Linked DNA regions of Mus musculus: region 2 is linked to region 1. The links are chromatin contacts, called in public HiChIP or PLAC-seq maps. All regions are on one chromosome and are shown on one strand. The core of a region is the stretch at or near the end of the contact, and the rest is flanking DNA. Distances in the headings are between cores, read along the strand shown. Region 1 overlaps Sez6l (seizure related 6 homolog like). Region 2 overlaps Myo18b (myosin XVIIIb).

Region 1 (6,728 bases), core at 3,104-5,603:
GAGAGAGAGAGAGAGAGAGAGAGATATACTGTCCTCCCACAGGGCAGGAGCCTGGAAACAGGAGCTCCAGGCAGATGCCATGGAGGGTACTGCTTACTGGCTTGCTCAGTCTGCTTTCCTATGGAACCCTGGACCACTGGCCCAGGGATGGCCCCACCCACAATGGCACAATGGGCTGGACCCTCCCCCATCAATCACTAATTAAGAAAATGTTTTACAACTGGATCCTATGGAGGCATTTTCTCTATTGAGGGTCCCTCATTTCAGACAACTCTAGCTTGTGTCAAGCTGGCATGCGACTAGCCAGGGCAGCATCTTAAGTCAGAAAACTCTAAGCTGAGCTGTGGCACATATATAGAAATCAACCTCACTTCATCCCTGAAGTACTGTGCTCCCAGTTGCACCTTCTTCCCCGAGACAACCTTGGTCTGCTCAGCTGTCCAGTGTGGCCTCCGCCTGCTGCTCACTGGGGCCGTCATCCCTCAGCGAGCCGATGTGCAGGGTTCTGAGGGAAAAATGTCTGCATCCCAGACAGCATTTAGCAGGTGCCAGCTGCTGCCCTCTCTCCTCGTGGAAATCATGGCATCTTCTCTGTGGGAATCCAGAGCAGTGTGAGCAACTGAAGCAAAGGTCCTGAGAGACTCCTCCTGTGGACAGCGGTCCTCCGTCTGACTGCTGCCGCCTTTGTCCATTTTCTGCAGAAACAGAGGCTGGTGGAGCCTCTGTTTCTGGCCTGTCAGGTGTCATCATCTAAGTGGATTTGAGCAGCAGTTGGAAAGTCTGGCTAACTTTCATGGAGCTGCCACACAGCTGTGATCTCTGTGGACCTCAGCAGTTGCAGCTGGCAGTGACCAACACATCTGCTGGGTGGTGCTAACCATCAGCCAGCATTTTTTTTCCAGGGCAGCAGTGGGTGGAAATCAAGGAGGAGGGGTGGGTGTAAGTGATAAGACCAAGGTCGTCTAGGAGTCACACAAAGGTTCCTGGCCCAGTGCTGAGTTTTCACAGATGTGGGTTCAAGGCCTGTTAGCTGCAGTCACACACTCTGGGGGAGAGAGGAGCTGCATTGTCCACCGTCCAACAGCTTGGCTCCCTGCATAAAGAATGAAATCTTCCATTTGCCCCAAAAGATTGGAGATGCTGGTTTGCTCAAAAGTCTGTGGTCTGGCACTCTCCGGGGCTTTTATCTTGTGATTGATGATGGCTGTCTTTGTAGATGGTGGACTTGAGGCTTGTGAAGAGGAGGTGACAGACAGGTCAGGGTACCCGGTCTGGTGTTGGAGGTAATGAGCTTGGCTGCAGTCAGGGTTGGGACCCTGAGCTTCTCGGTGGGCCACAGCCCAGTGGTGTAAATGCTTTGTCTCCTTGCCTCTCCCTACAGGTCAAACATGCAGCCAGACAGGATGACGTCAGGGCTGCCAGCTCCTGTACCACATGAGCAGCATGAGCGATGGTTGGTCTTGATGACTCTGCAGAGTCAGGCAAGGTGGCTGATGAATGGCTGCCCTGACTGGTGAGCTGCTGGGTGCTGTGGCCGGCTCCACTAACCATAAACATACCCCATAAACATACGCCATCCTTCTAATCACAGGAGAGAGGGGAGGGGGTAGGAGCAGAAGGGGAAGGAGTTGGAGAGGAGGAGGTGTGAGGAGGAGGAGGAGGTATAAGGAGGGAGAAGAGGATGAGGATGAAGGAGAGGAGGAGGAGGGGGAAGAGGAGGGGGAGGGGGAGAAGAGGAAGACAAGGGAAGGATGGGGAGGAGGAGGGGAGGAGGAGGGGAAGGAAGAAGGAGGAGAGGAAGGAAGAGGGGAAGAAGGAGGGACAGGAGGAGGAAGGGAAGAAGAAGGGACAGTAGAAGGAGGGATGAGGGGGAGGAGGAGGGGTAAAAGGAGGAGGGGAGCACCTGTAAGTATGGTTGGGAGGACGAATGGCACCATATCAGGGACAGGGAGCAAGGCATCACCCCTTGACCACAGTGACAGTTACAGGTCAGGCCTCTTGTTTTGCTACGTTGGACCTTGATGATGACAGGACAGGCAAACACAATCATCTGTCACTCTTTGTTGGCTTCACTAGGGAGGAAATTATATTCATATTCCTTAGAGAAACAGACAGAGGTTGGGGACACGAGGTGCTTTCAAAGGCCACCCAGCAAAGCCAGGGTCAGTCCTAGGTTTATCTGGACTCACAGAGCAAGATACTTACTGCTTGTCCTTCAGCCTTGCTCAGATTCCAGGCAAATCTCCTGCCTCTGAGCCCCTTAAGGAACCACTGGGTGCCACATCACTTGGCATTTTCCCCTCACACTCTCTGTTGTCTTCTGGGAGTTAAACCTCTTTTTAAACTTTCCCCAAGATAATCTTATCCTCTATCCCAAATTCACACCCACCAAATCTGAGATTACAGGAGTCCATCTTGGGAATCTGAGGATTAAAAAACTCTGCTGGGGAGTGAAAACCATCTCACATATGTATCGTTTGTGAGTGTTTATGGCAGTGACAGTCAACCTTAATGCAGAATTTGAAACAACCCAGAATCCACTGGGCAAAGAGACCCAGTGAAGACTGTCTACACTGGGCTGTCCTATTGACACATCAGAGGAATTGTCTTCAGTGAAGTAATTGATGTGGGAAGACACAGCCCATTGTGGGCAGCACAATTCCCTAGGCAGGAGGACCTGACCTGTGTAATAGAGGAGACATTGATTTGAGCAAAGGCAAGTGCGTGCACAGTATGCCTTCATGTCTCTCAGTTCTTGGCTGTGAGGTCACTGCCATGGCAACTTCCTGGAGCTATGGACTGTGGAATCCTGATCCCTCTGCCCTCCAACAAACCCTTCATCCTCTAAGTGTTCTGTTGTGTCATTGTGTTTTCATCACAGCAACAGGAAGGAAATCAGAGGAGTGGGCATGGTGTGAAAACTTGCTTCCATGTACAGTGATGAAGCCAGGGCACCTAGTGCTTCTGTCTTCTCATACAGCTGGGGTGACGTGAACTCCTGCTTCTCTGGCCTCCACCTCCCAAGGGTGGCCACACTATGCAGCACTAAGCATTGAGCCTGGGACTTTGAGCATGCTAGGAGAGCACATTACTGAGGAAGCTACATTCCAGCACAAACAACAATCGTTTCCATGTACTGGGAATTTTTGGATTCTTTCTCTTTTGAAAAAAATATATTTTATTTTTAATTCTACACATGTGTCTCTGTGTAAATGCATGTTGGTGCACTTGTGTGTATATGAGTGTCTCTGTGCACATGCATGTTATTGCACTTATGTGCATATGTGTGTCTCTCTCTGTGCACATGCATGTTAGTGCAGGTATGTGCATATGTGTATTTCTCTCTGTGTACTTGCATGTTAGTGCACATTGCAATGATTTCCTTTAAGGACTGGCCAGGACTGGGGTTGCCAGACATATTTGTAGCCTTCATATTTTGAAGACTCTGCAAACCCTCTTTGTAATGGCCACAAATATCTATGCACAGCAGGGTGTGAGTGCTTCATTTCCACCCCCATGCCAGCATTTGTTGTTGCTTTAAATTCATCTGTTTTGAGGGTCCCCGTTCTAACTGGGTGAGTGATCTGCTGCCGGAAGTCTGTGCATCGGGAAGGATCAGAGAACTGCCTTCTCTCCTTTTCCTGTGCTTCTCTTCAGTTTTGCCTCCTAGCTGCAGGTGTGTGTGTGTGTGTGTGTGTATGTGAGTGCATGCATGTGTGTGAGTGTGTGCGTGCATATGTGCGTATATGGTGCATGTGTGTGACTGTGCATGTGAGTATGCATGTGTATGTGTGCGTTGTGTGTGCATGCACATACATGTGTATGGTGTGTGTTTATGTGTGTTTTTATGTGTGGTATGTGTGCATGTGTGAGTGTGTGTGTGCATGTGTGGTGTGTGCATGTGTGTGTATGCATGTGTGTATGTGTGTGTGTGGTGTGTGCATGTGTGTGTGTATGTGTGCATGCTTGTGTATGAGTGTGTGTGTATGGTGGGGGAGTCTACCATGTGCAGTGATAAAACTTCCTTACCCCTACAAGAGCAGAAGGGAACATACATGTAATGATGTACTCCATGACTCATCCACATCTCACCCACCCTCTGGGGCCCCAGGTGCCAGCCCCTAAGAGGTAATTCTGGCTGCTAACTTTGCCCATGCAAGGACTTTCTGATCTTGTACTGAAATGTCCTCCCCTGCACACAAAGCAAATCTTGCTGGCTAGCTCTGAACTCTGGGCTAACTTCAAGGCTGATGAGTTGTGCCTGCAGCCTGCAGTTCACTCAGCCCAAACTCAGCTCAAACGCCAGCCGTCTGAGCGCCACGCGGAGCCAAGTCCCACCGCACTCAGTCAGATTGGATCCTGGGCTTCAGAAATGCGGCGAGTTAATAACTCGCTCTAATGGGCTTTTCCCCAGGCCCTGGGGACCACTGAGTTAAACGCATTCTTCTTTTTCAGAGCACTTAGAAATCTCAGTTACACATGGCTGATTCTTCCTTTATCACGCACACGCACACTCAGCACTCAGTTCGGGAGCTGTCAATCAACCCCATTCACCCACCAGCCCGTCTGTGAAAGAATGTCTACCCACTTCCTCCCTCCCCCACCCCCCACCCCCCGCCCCAGCCGCTCCTTGGTACCGTGTGACATCGCCCCTGCTCTTAGGAGGACACACATGGAAAACCAAATATAACAGCCATGCGGGACAGAGTGTGTGTTGCAGGGTGTGTGTGTTAATGAGATGCACCTGATGCGGGTATTCTCTCCAGGGACAAGCTGAACACCTGCTATGCCACCTAACTTGGGAGGCAGCGTCCCTTTGTCCCTCTGTCCCTCATCTCCTCTCTCCCTCCATCCGGAAAACAAAGGTACTAGTGCTCGTCATCCTGGGTCCCGGGAAAGCCGGGAATTCTGAGCAATGGGGTGGTGCCATCTGCCTGCTGGGGTCTTCTCCATCGACTGTGATAATGCTTCCCTGTAGCAGGTGTCTGCCGAATTCACCAGGAACTCGAAGAGGGAGAAGCAGAGAGAGGATGGGCCGTGGTGTGAGGGAGCAAGGAAGGTTGGCTGGGAGACTGTAAGAGATGCGGTCATGTTTGGATTCCTGTGGTGCTTGGCACTGGGGGAGCGAGGAGAAGGAGGAGGAGGAGGAGGGTTCAGGGTACGGAGCACGTGCTTAGGGTCTAATGATGTTCCCTTGAGTCCATCAGCTCTAGAATGCTCTGAATGTGTCAGGGGCAGGGTGTAGACGTCAGTATATATGACCATGTATATCCTCACGTCCTGCTCCAACTGGTCCTCTGCAAGCTAGTCCTCTGGCCTCTCCAGACCAGTTCTGGTTCCCTCACATCACACCCAGGCAAGAGCGTGGGACCGCTCATCCCTGTCAGCAGCTGTGGTGAGACCAGCCTTAGGTCTCACTATAAGGCCTCTTTACCCACTTCCTTCCCTCGTGCCACCAGGCTTCCAACACTACCGCCAAGCCCCACCCCTTCAGCGCACTCTCTGCTCAACTTCCTATCTTTCTCTAGAAGGTTCTGGAAATCTGCTGCAGGATTTTTCCCTGTCCAATTACATTATAATATTAGTGCAGCAGGTGGCCTGCGATTGGACAGGGAAAAAGGGAGGCGGAGCTAAAAGAAGAAAGGACCTAGAGCAGCAGAACAGGGAGGGGGAGGAGCCAAGATGGAGGCGGATGGACCAGTGTGGCTTTAAACAGCCACAGGTAGGTATGGCATCATAAAGGATACAATAATTGAGATAACTTGTCTAATCTAGGTGGGCAGCTAGTACCATTATCAAATGGCCCTGAAATTATTGTGTGGGCATTTGTGAATTAAGAGTTTATTGATATATAAATCTGACTTGTTAATTATAAACTTCTAGAGTTTTGTTTCTACCTGGTTGCTGGGTGTTGTGGCGGCTGACTGCGGGGTGGGGCTGGCGTGGCAGCGAAGGTAACTTGGGAGCTCCAGACGCCCCAGAGTCGGCAGGCACAGAGGAGCTGGATGGAGCGCGGTAACATGGCAATTTGTTTTTGATATTTCTCACTATAGAGATCTGTCTCAGCATGACCACTGATATGCTGGATCTCAGGGGCTTCAGTTACCCCAAGTCTCACCCATTCCTGTATCTCCTCACCTCCCCTCTAATACAGAGGGCTCCTGACTTACAACCTCGGCTCTTATTACAACGAGTTTTCAACATTATGAAGACATGAGGTCTTCCTGTAACTCAGAAGGAGTTGCCTTTTGAGTAGAATTTTGTTATTTCAGGGCCAACCTCACACTGTCACAGTGCAGATTACTGGGAGCTAAGCCACCCTTAGAGCAGTCAGGGCTCTAGGTCAGGGGCATCAAGGGCATTTTGATTTATAATGTCTGTGATTTAAAGTGCCTAGTTGATTTATAATGTCTGTGTACCTATTTTCTCCATCTTAAAGGGAGGGGCGGGGTTGGAGAGATGGCTCAGCGTTTAAGAGCACTGATTGCTCTTCCAGAGGTCCTGAGTTCAATTCGTGGCACCCACATGGTGGCTCACAGCCATCTGTAATGGGATCCGATGCCCTCTTCTCGTGTGTCTGAAGAGAGGGACAGTGTACTCACATACATAAAAAAATCAACCAATCAAACAAACAAACAAGCACTCTTTTAAAACAGGGGGTGGCTTTGGAGTTCTGTCCCTTGCATAGGATTTTTCTCTCTTGGGATTTAGTCCCTCCCCTTAATTCT
Region 2 (6,728 bases), core at 3,116-5,615, 340 kb after region 1:
ATATTATAAAATATATAAATAAATATATTGTTCTCCTTTACCAGAGAAGCAGCTGAGACCCAATGTGGTGAGAAGGATCATGGTCCAGGAGAGGAGGCTAGAGGGTCCAGGAATCAGCTCATGGATCTGGTCTCCACCCTCTGACACTGGCACCCAGACAGGGATCCTCCACTCACTGGCTGTGTGGCCCTGGGCAAGCAGCTCCTGCCTCTGGGCCTCAGTGCATGGGGTCATACACCTGGTTTAAGGAAGGGGACTTGCAGAGGTCATAGGAGTGGCCTGCAAGAGAGAGGTTTCCAAAATGGTGGCTCAAGGAGCTTCCCCACCCCTCTCTGTTCTGCACAACCATCATAACAACGGCTACGGTTTCATAACAGAGCAAATTCGACTCTTGACGAACTCAACAAAACGATTCAGCAAGATGGGAATCAGCGACTCCTGGGAGCCCTGCTGAAGCCTGGGTCAGAGCAGTGGGGGCTGGCAGCCATTTTGACTGCAGGCTCTTATCTCTGCTCCCCAAATCCTACCCAGCTCTGACTCGGCAGTGGGGCCACCAGGCGAGTCACACCAAGAACGCAGCCCCTTCTCAGCTAGGACAGTCTCATGTCTACAGAGCAAGGCATGGCTAAGCTATACCCCAGGCCTGTCAGAAGCAGTGAGAGCTCAGCAGCAGCCGCAGAGAATCAGTCACAGTTAAGGCGGTGGCTCTGACTGAGGTGAGCCGTGGCGCCTATAACCACAAACCTCACACGTTGTAGGCAGTGGAACAGCCAGTGGGCTGGAGGTACCTTTCATATCTGCTTCATGCTAAAGACAAGCCATGGGCATGGTCACAGAGAGACAAGGGACAGAGCCAGACACTGGAACTCAGTGTATGGCGGCTCAGGTGTAGACAGCATTCCATATTGAGCCAAGACTCATCAGTAAAATAGAAATACTACCCAGAACAACAAAACCAAAGGCTTTAAAAGTTAGGCAGTGACACCAGGGGGCTTGTGCTTGGTGAATCAAGTCACCAGATGGTTAAGAAAGACCCATGCCTAAAGGTCATTGTCTAAGATGCTCAGTTTTCAATAGAAGTTCTCTCTCTCTCTCTGTGTCTGTCTGTCTATCTGTCTGTCTGTCTGTCTCTGTGTGTCTCTGTCTCTCTCTCTGTCTCTGTCTCTCTGTCTCTCTCTGTGTGTGTCTGTCTGTGTGTCTCTGTGTGTCTCTGTCTCTCTCTGTCTCTCTCTCTCTGTCTCTGTCTCTCTCTGTCTCTGTCTCTCTCTGTCTCTCTCTCTGTCTCTCTCTCTCTCAGATATTATTACTTGTATCAGGGGAAGGAACTTTCAGAATGTGGACTCTTAGCCCACCGATCACAGATTTACAAGTACTCACTGTAGATTTGTTCAGAGACCTGAAGAAAGTGTCGCTCAATGAGTAAAGAGACAGAACAGGCTCTAGGCGTCTCCACGGCAGACCCTCTGATGAGATGTACCGGGTCCTGGGTTTGATTCCACAACACCAAAAGAAGGATGTGTTAATAAGCATCAAATGTAAAAATACCAAAAAAGAGATGTGAAGATTAAAAAGGACTGCAAAACTAAGAGTGGAAATTCTTCATTTGTGAAATCAAACCGCTGGACCTACAACTTCACCACAGGTGAGTTGGTGAGTTGGGAGTGGTATCCAAGGGATTGCCTGAATTGAATAACACAGAAAGGTGGGAATAAAGAATTAGTCACGCCTGGCAACAGAACAGAGCTGCATCTGCATGATAGAGCATCGAAGGACAGGGAGAAAACAGAATGGAGCCTCACAGCTTAAAACTTCCCCAAATTGTGTTCCTTCCTAAAAATAAAAGCTTCCTGGAGCTCCCAGGAGTTCAGTGAGTTCATTGGAAGGTGAGGAACCAAGGAAGTCAGAGCAGAGCTTGTGGCAGCAAGAAAAGTAAACTCCAAATGGCAGAAAATCTTGACCATGCAAGAGAGAAGCCATGAGCCTAACAGTGACTGGCTGGTTTGACACACACATCCAGGGTCACTTGGAAAGAAAGAACCACAGAGGAGAGATCCCCTGGGTCACACTAGCCTGCAGTCATGTCTTCCTGGATCGTTCATTGATGGGAGAGGGCTCAGCCCACAGTGGGTATCACCATTCCCTAGAAAGGTGGTCCTGGGCTGTATAAGAGAGGAGGGAGAAAGAAAAAAACATGGAGAAGCACGCAGAGTTCCTCTGAGGCGTCTCTTTAAGTTCTTGCTTGAGTCCTCACTCGATCTGCCTTGTGACGGACAGTCACCTGGAAGATGAAGTAACCCTTTGTGTCTCTATGTTCCTTTAATCCATGGTGTTTGTCACAGCCATAGAAAGCAAACACGACCCTGAGTAATGAAGCCCAGAAGTCAGTGTAACTGCACGGTAAAGATGCTGAGAGGGGAAAACCCTTTGTCAATCAATACCTTACAGAGCTGTGCTTCTAATCCTCCCAAAACAAGCTCCACCCATGCACACACAGGCTGGGAAAGTCAGTGCTACCAGATCTTGTATTCAGATTTGAGGCTGAAGGAAATGTTGACTCAAACCTTTAAAGACTGGAGAATAGCAGAACGCATTTACAGGAAACAATTAGAAAACAGTCTGAAGCCTTGTGTCATGGTGCATGCCTTTAGCCTCAGAACTCAGGAGGCAGAAGCAGGAGGATTTCTGGGTTAGAGGTTAACCTGGTCTACGAGCAAGTTCCAGGATAATGAGGTCTATATGGCGAGACTGTCTCAAAAGCTAAAATATGAAAATATATCTTAAGTGAATTAAAAAGACATAAGATTAAGTTTAAAATATTGAGCTGTATTAATGGGTTTATGGCATCTACCTATAACAATGGCACCAAGGCGTCAGGAGGAGGTGGGTCTGTGGAACAAAAGCTTTCTTTTGATTCAGTCTGGAGCCCAGTTGAGGGGGCAGAACAAATACAAGCAACACTCTTCAGACTGCGAATTTAAGAAACATACCATCACTCTGACACAAAGACAACTAACTGGACTTAAACCAAAGCCGCTGCTACAAATGACGAGGGACGTGTCCGGTGATGAAAGCGTTAACCTGCCAGCCAGCCAGGTAGATTCTTAGAGCCTAGGCAGAGAGCCTCAAGGCGTGCAAAGCAGAACAGGGAGAGAATTAGAAAAAGTAAGACAGCTCAATATGAGTGGCCAAGGGCGTTAACATCTGTCTCTTAATAATTGATAGATCAATTAGATGTAAAAATCCTGCCCCAGAGTTCTGTCACAGGGCTTCCTGTGTCTAGGATGTTGGAGCAGGATGTAGCCAGGAAGAATAAAGAGTGGTGTCTCACATGGGGCCACAAGAGCTTGAGAAAAACCCAGGGCTGAACTGGGTGACTGCATTGAGCTTGTTCAGACATCTGCAGGTTGAAGTCAAAGCCTTCACCTTGAACTCATGAATCCCTTCCTCACACATGGACCACATCACAGTTAAAGACAGAAGGCTTCATTTAACCCTCAGGGTCCTGACTGTAAGCATCAGGCAGCAAAGAGGCGCATCAGCAAACACCCTGCACGCGTAATGGCGTGGGCTAGTGTGATGGAGAAAGAGTATGTAGTGAAGCAAAGAGCTATCCAGAGGCAGGGACCCAGCAAGTGCGCAGGGAAAGGTGCTGGGATTAACGTCCAGAGAGCAAGTTTCAGCACCGCAAGTGTGGACAGCTCCCTCTCCAGTGCGTAAAGAACTGAATACAGTATAGACAGGTGTGATGGAAGCCAAAGAAAGTATTGTCTTCCCTGGAGCTTACTCGAGTAACTTACACGGGTGAGGGAACAGTGCGGGGAGGGAGGGGGTGAGTCGCCATATGCGGGTGAACCTGGGTCACCTGCAATTACAGCAAGTGCTCTTAACTGATAGACCATCTCTCTGCCCATAATAATTATTGTTAGTGTTCTGTGTAAGGACCCAGATGAGAGTGTGGGTTTGAATCCCGCCTCTATTTCTGCCTGGCTCTATCGTCCTGCTCCAGCTGCTTCTGAAGAGAAAAGAAAGGCTTTGTCCTGGAGACTGGAAACTCACCTTGTGCCTTGGTGAATGTAAACTTCTGATCCTTCTGCTCCTACCCCCTTAGTATTGGGATCTCAAGCGTGCACCCCAACACCAGGAAACTATTTTGTGATGTGAACGTGAGGGTGCCCAGTACCCAGGCAGGGTGCCTCTCGGTGGAACCAGCCCAGCATGCGAAGATACCACATGTCAGGTGCAAAGGGGACTTTGCTAGGGTCCATTTTCCACCCCGACAAGAATCCCGTCTGCTGCCGTCTAGTGTCTGAGGGTGACATTGACCTTTCTTAGCTGTCAGATTTGTCTCACTGGATTCCAAGGTCTTAACCACTCTGTGTGCAGAGCCTGCCGGCTTGCCCACGAGTACACACTCATGTATAATTCATGGCCCATCACGGTGCCTGACAAATGAATATTTATTAGCTTTTTCATAAGAGGCAGGATGATGTTTTTTTCTTTCTTTGCTACTGAAATTCTATGCCCCAGCAAATGAAATTTGTGAACAAATAGGAAGAAAGAATAAGAAGGAAAAAAAATTCTCCCAAGCAAGTCCATTGCACTGGTAATTTTCCATTCTCTAGGGCCTGGAATGTGTGTGGATAGAGGTGGATTTGGCTTAGCTGCTGCAGAATCCTGCTGACGAGTCCAAAGTCTAAATGCTGCTGTGTACTGCGCCCGTCACCCCTGTAGGAAGCTCCCTCACATCCCAAGTCTGCTCTGCTCCCAACTGGGCAGGAGCCACATAGTCTCCAGCACTGTGGACCTTCTGTATGGCGATCAAGCATGCATGGACCAAGAAGAAAGGACCCCGGAAGCTGATTGGGTTGGAACCAAAGCAAACTGTAGGGCTTCCAAAGTGAGCTGCCAAACATAGAGAGGGCAGCTTACTCTCACACCGAGGGGAGAGACCCCACAGAAGGAGCTGTCTGTCTGCTGGAGCCAACCTGTGCCCTGGACAGAAACCAAGGGACCTAAGACTGTGATGCCATTCACCCCTGCAACCTCACGGTTCATTGGGGATGGCAGTGTGAAGAACTCCAAGTACACTTGGGCATGTGTATGCACACACACACAGACACACACGCACACAGACACACACACACACACACATGCATGCATGCACACACACACATGCATGCATGTACACAGACACACACACACTCATACGAGGGAGTGCAGAAGTGATGGTGCACTTTGGCTGTGAAGACTATGGACCAACCACCCTTTACCTTGACCTTGAAAGATGCTTCAATCATTGCCACTGTAGTTGGTGGAGGCAGATAACACATGTGAAAGCCCCTCCTGTGTGCCAGGACCTGTGCACGGCACATCAGCTATTTTACAGTATCTTATCATCAGAGTCCTGATGGAGGCAGCCGCTGCTGCTGCTCCCACTTTAAAGGTGAAAAGACTGAGGCAGATTGAAAGTCACTTGCCGGTGTGAGAGCTGAAGTCAATGCATATCTGACTGACCCCAAGACCCATATGCTCCGAACAACCCTCCCCTGGAATTTAGAATCTGGATTTCAAGGAACAAGCCCATTAACACCTGTGGAATTCATTTCTAAGGGCCCGATACTTGCATCATCTTCAAAGGACCCATTTGCCAAAGTGACTGAGTGTACTTGCTTCTCGAACCTGCACCATGAATGCACCAGGCATCTCTAACCACTGAACCCACAACCATCCTTCATTGGTAGCTCCACTGGGGACAGGAGGGTGTGAGGGGTGAGGTGAGGCTTCACGGGTTAGAGCAGGACTGGAAACAGGAAGGCAGGGGGAAAGAATTGAGATAGATTGTGTGTGTGTGTGTGTGTGTGTGTGTGTATCTGTATGTGTGTGTATCTGTGTGTATACATATATGTGTATCTGTATGTGTGTGTGTATCTATATGTGTGTGTGTGTCTGTGTGCATGTGCATATGTGTGCATGTTTGTGTTTCTGTGTGTCTGAGTGTGTCTGTATGTCTGTGTGTGTCTGAGTGTGTCTGTATCTGTGTGTGTATATGTCTGTGTGCATGTGCACATGTATGTATGTGCACACAAGCATGTGCTTGTGCATGTGGCTGTGTGTCTCTGTGTGTGTATGTATGTGTGTGTGTATATGTGTCTGTGTGTATGTCTGTATGTGTCTCTGTGTGCATGTGCATATGTGTGTAGGTTTGCATATCTGTGTGTGTCTGAGTATGACTGTGTATGTCTGTGTGTGTCTGAGTGTGTCTGTGTGTGTATCTGTGTGTGTATGTATATGTATCTGTATGTGTCTGTGTGCATGTGAACATGTGTGTATATGTACACAAGCATGTGCCTGTGCCTGTGTGTGTCTCTGTGTGTATGTATGTGTGTGTGCATATGTGTGTACATGTCTGTGTGTATGTCTGTATGTGTCTCTATGTGCATGTGCACATGTGTATATGTGCTCACCAGCATGTTTGTGTGCATGTGCCCGTGTGTGTCTGAGTCCATATATGTGTGCAAACACTGAATACATGCTTGTTTATTCAGCCACCTGGGTAAGTTATTGAGTACTTGCTGGCAAACTTAATTTCAATTAAAGACAAGGACCATTGAGACATCAGAGCTAGAGGAGCCTGGAATGAGTGTCCCTGAGCTGAGGTTAGCAAAGGGGACATCAGAGAATGTCCCCTGGAGAGAGGACAGCCAGTGCAAAGGCCCTGAGACAGTCTG

What was found. HiChIP or PLAC-seq counts read pairs in DNA pulled down with a chosen protein or histone mark.
Region 2: an H3K4me3 HiChIP or PLAC-seq map of embryonic basal ganglia shows a contact between it and region 1, with 5 times the contacts expected there. The contact joins two enhancer-like sites. A contact is called at or near these places in 1 of 115 datasets of contacts at active chromatin or transcription factors (embryonic basal ganglia) and 1 of 9 other capture datasets (embryonic stem cells).

Annotation. Positions count from the first base shown.
Region 1 is chr5:112,477,703-112,484,430 of GRCm38.p6, forward strand. All of the region lies in intron 1 of Sez6l (seizure related 6 homolog like), which reads right to left. Gm42160 (a long non-coding RNA gene) reads left to right here. Exons shown (of 3, transcript XR_880595.2): 2 at 1,217-1,283; 3 at 1,382-1,508. Among named protein-coding and RNA genes, the nearest start is that of Gm42160, 4.2 kb to the left of the region's middle. Within about 2 kb of position 4,354, at least 21 of the 459 cell types and tissues checked have an H3K27ac peak or open chromatin away from gene starts, as enhancers often do. A contact at or near this core is called in embryonic basal ganglia, where this site is marked.
Region 2 is chr5:112,820,881-112,827,608 of GRCm38.p6, forward strand. All of the region lies in intron 21 of Myo18b (myosin XVIIIb), which reads right to left. Among named protein-coding and RNA genes, the nearest start is that of 1700095B10Rik, 31 kb to the left of the region's middle. Within about 2 kb of position 4,366, at least 28 of the 459 cell types and tissues checked have an H3K27ac peak or open chromatin away from gene starts, as enhancers often do. A contact at or near this core is called in embryonic basal ganglia, where this site is marked.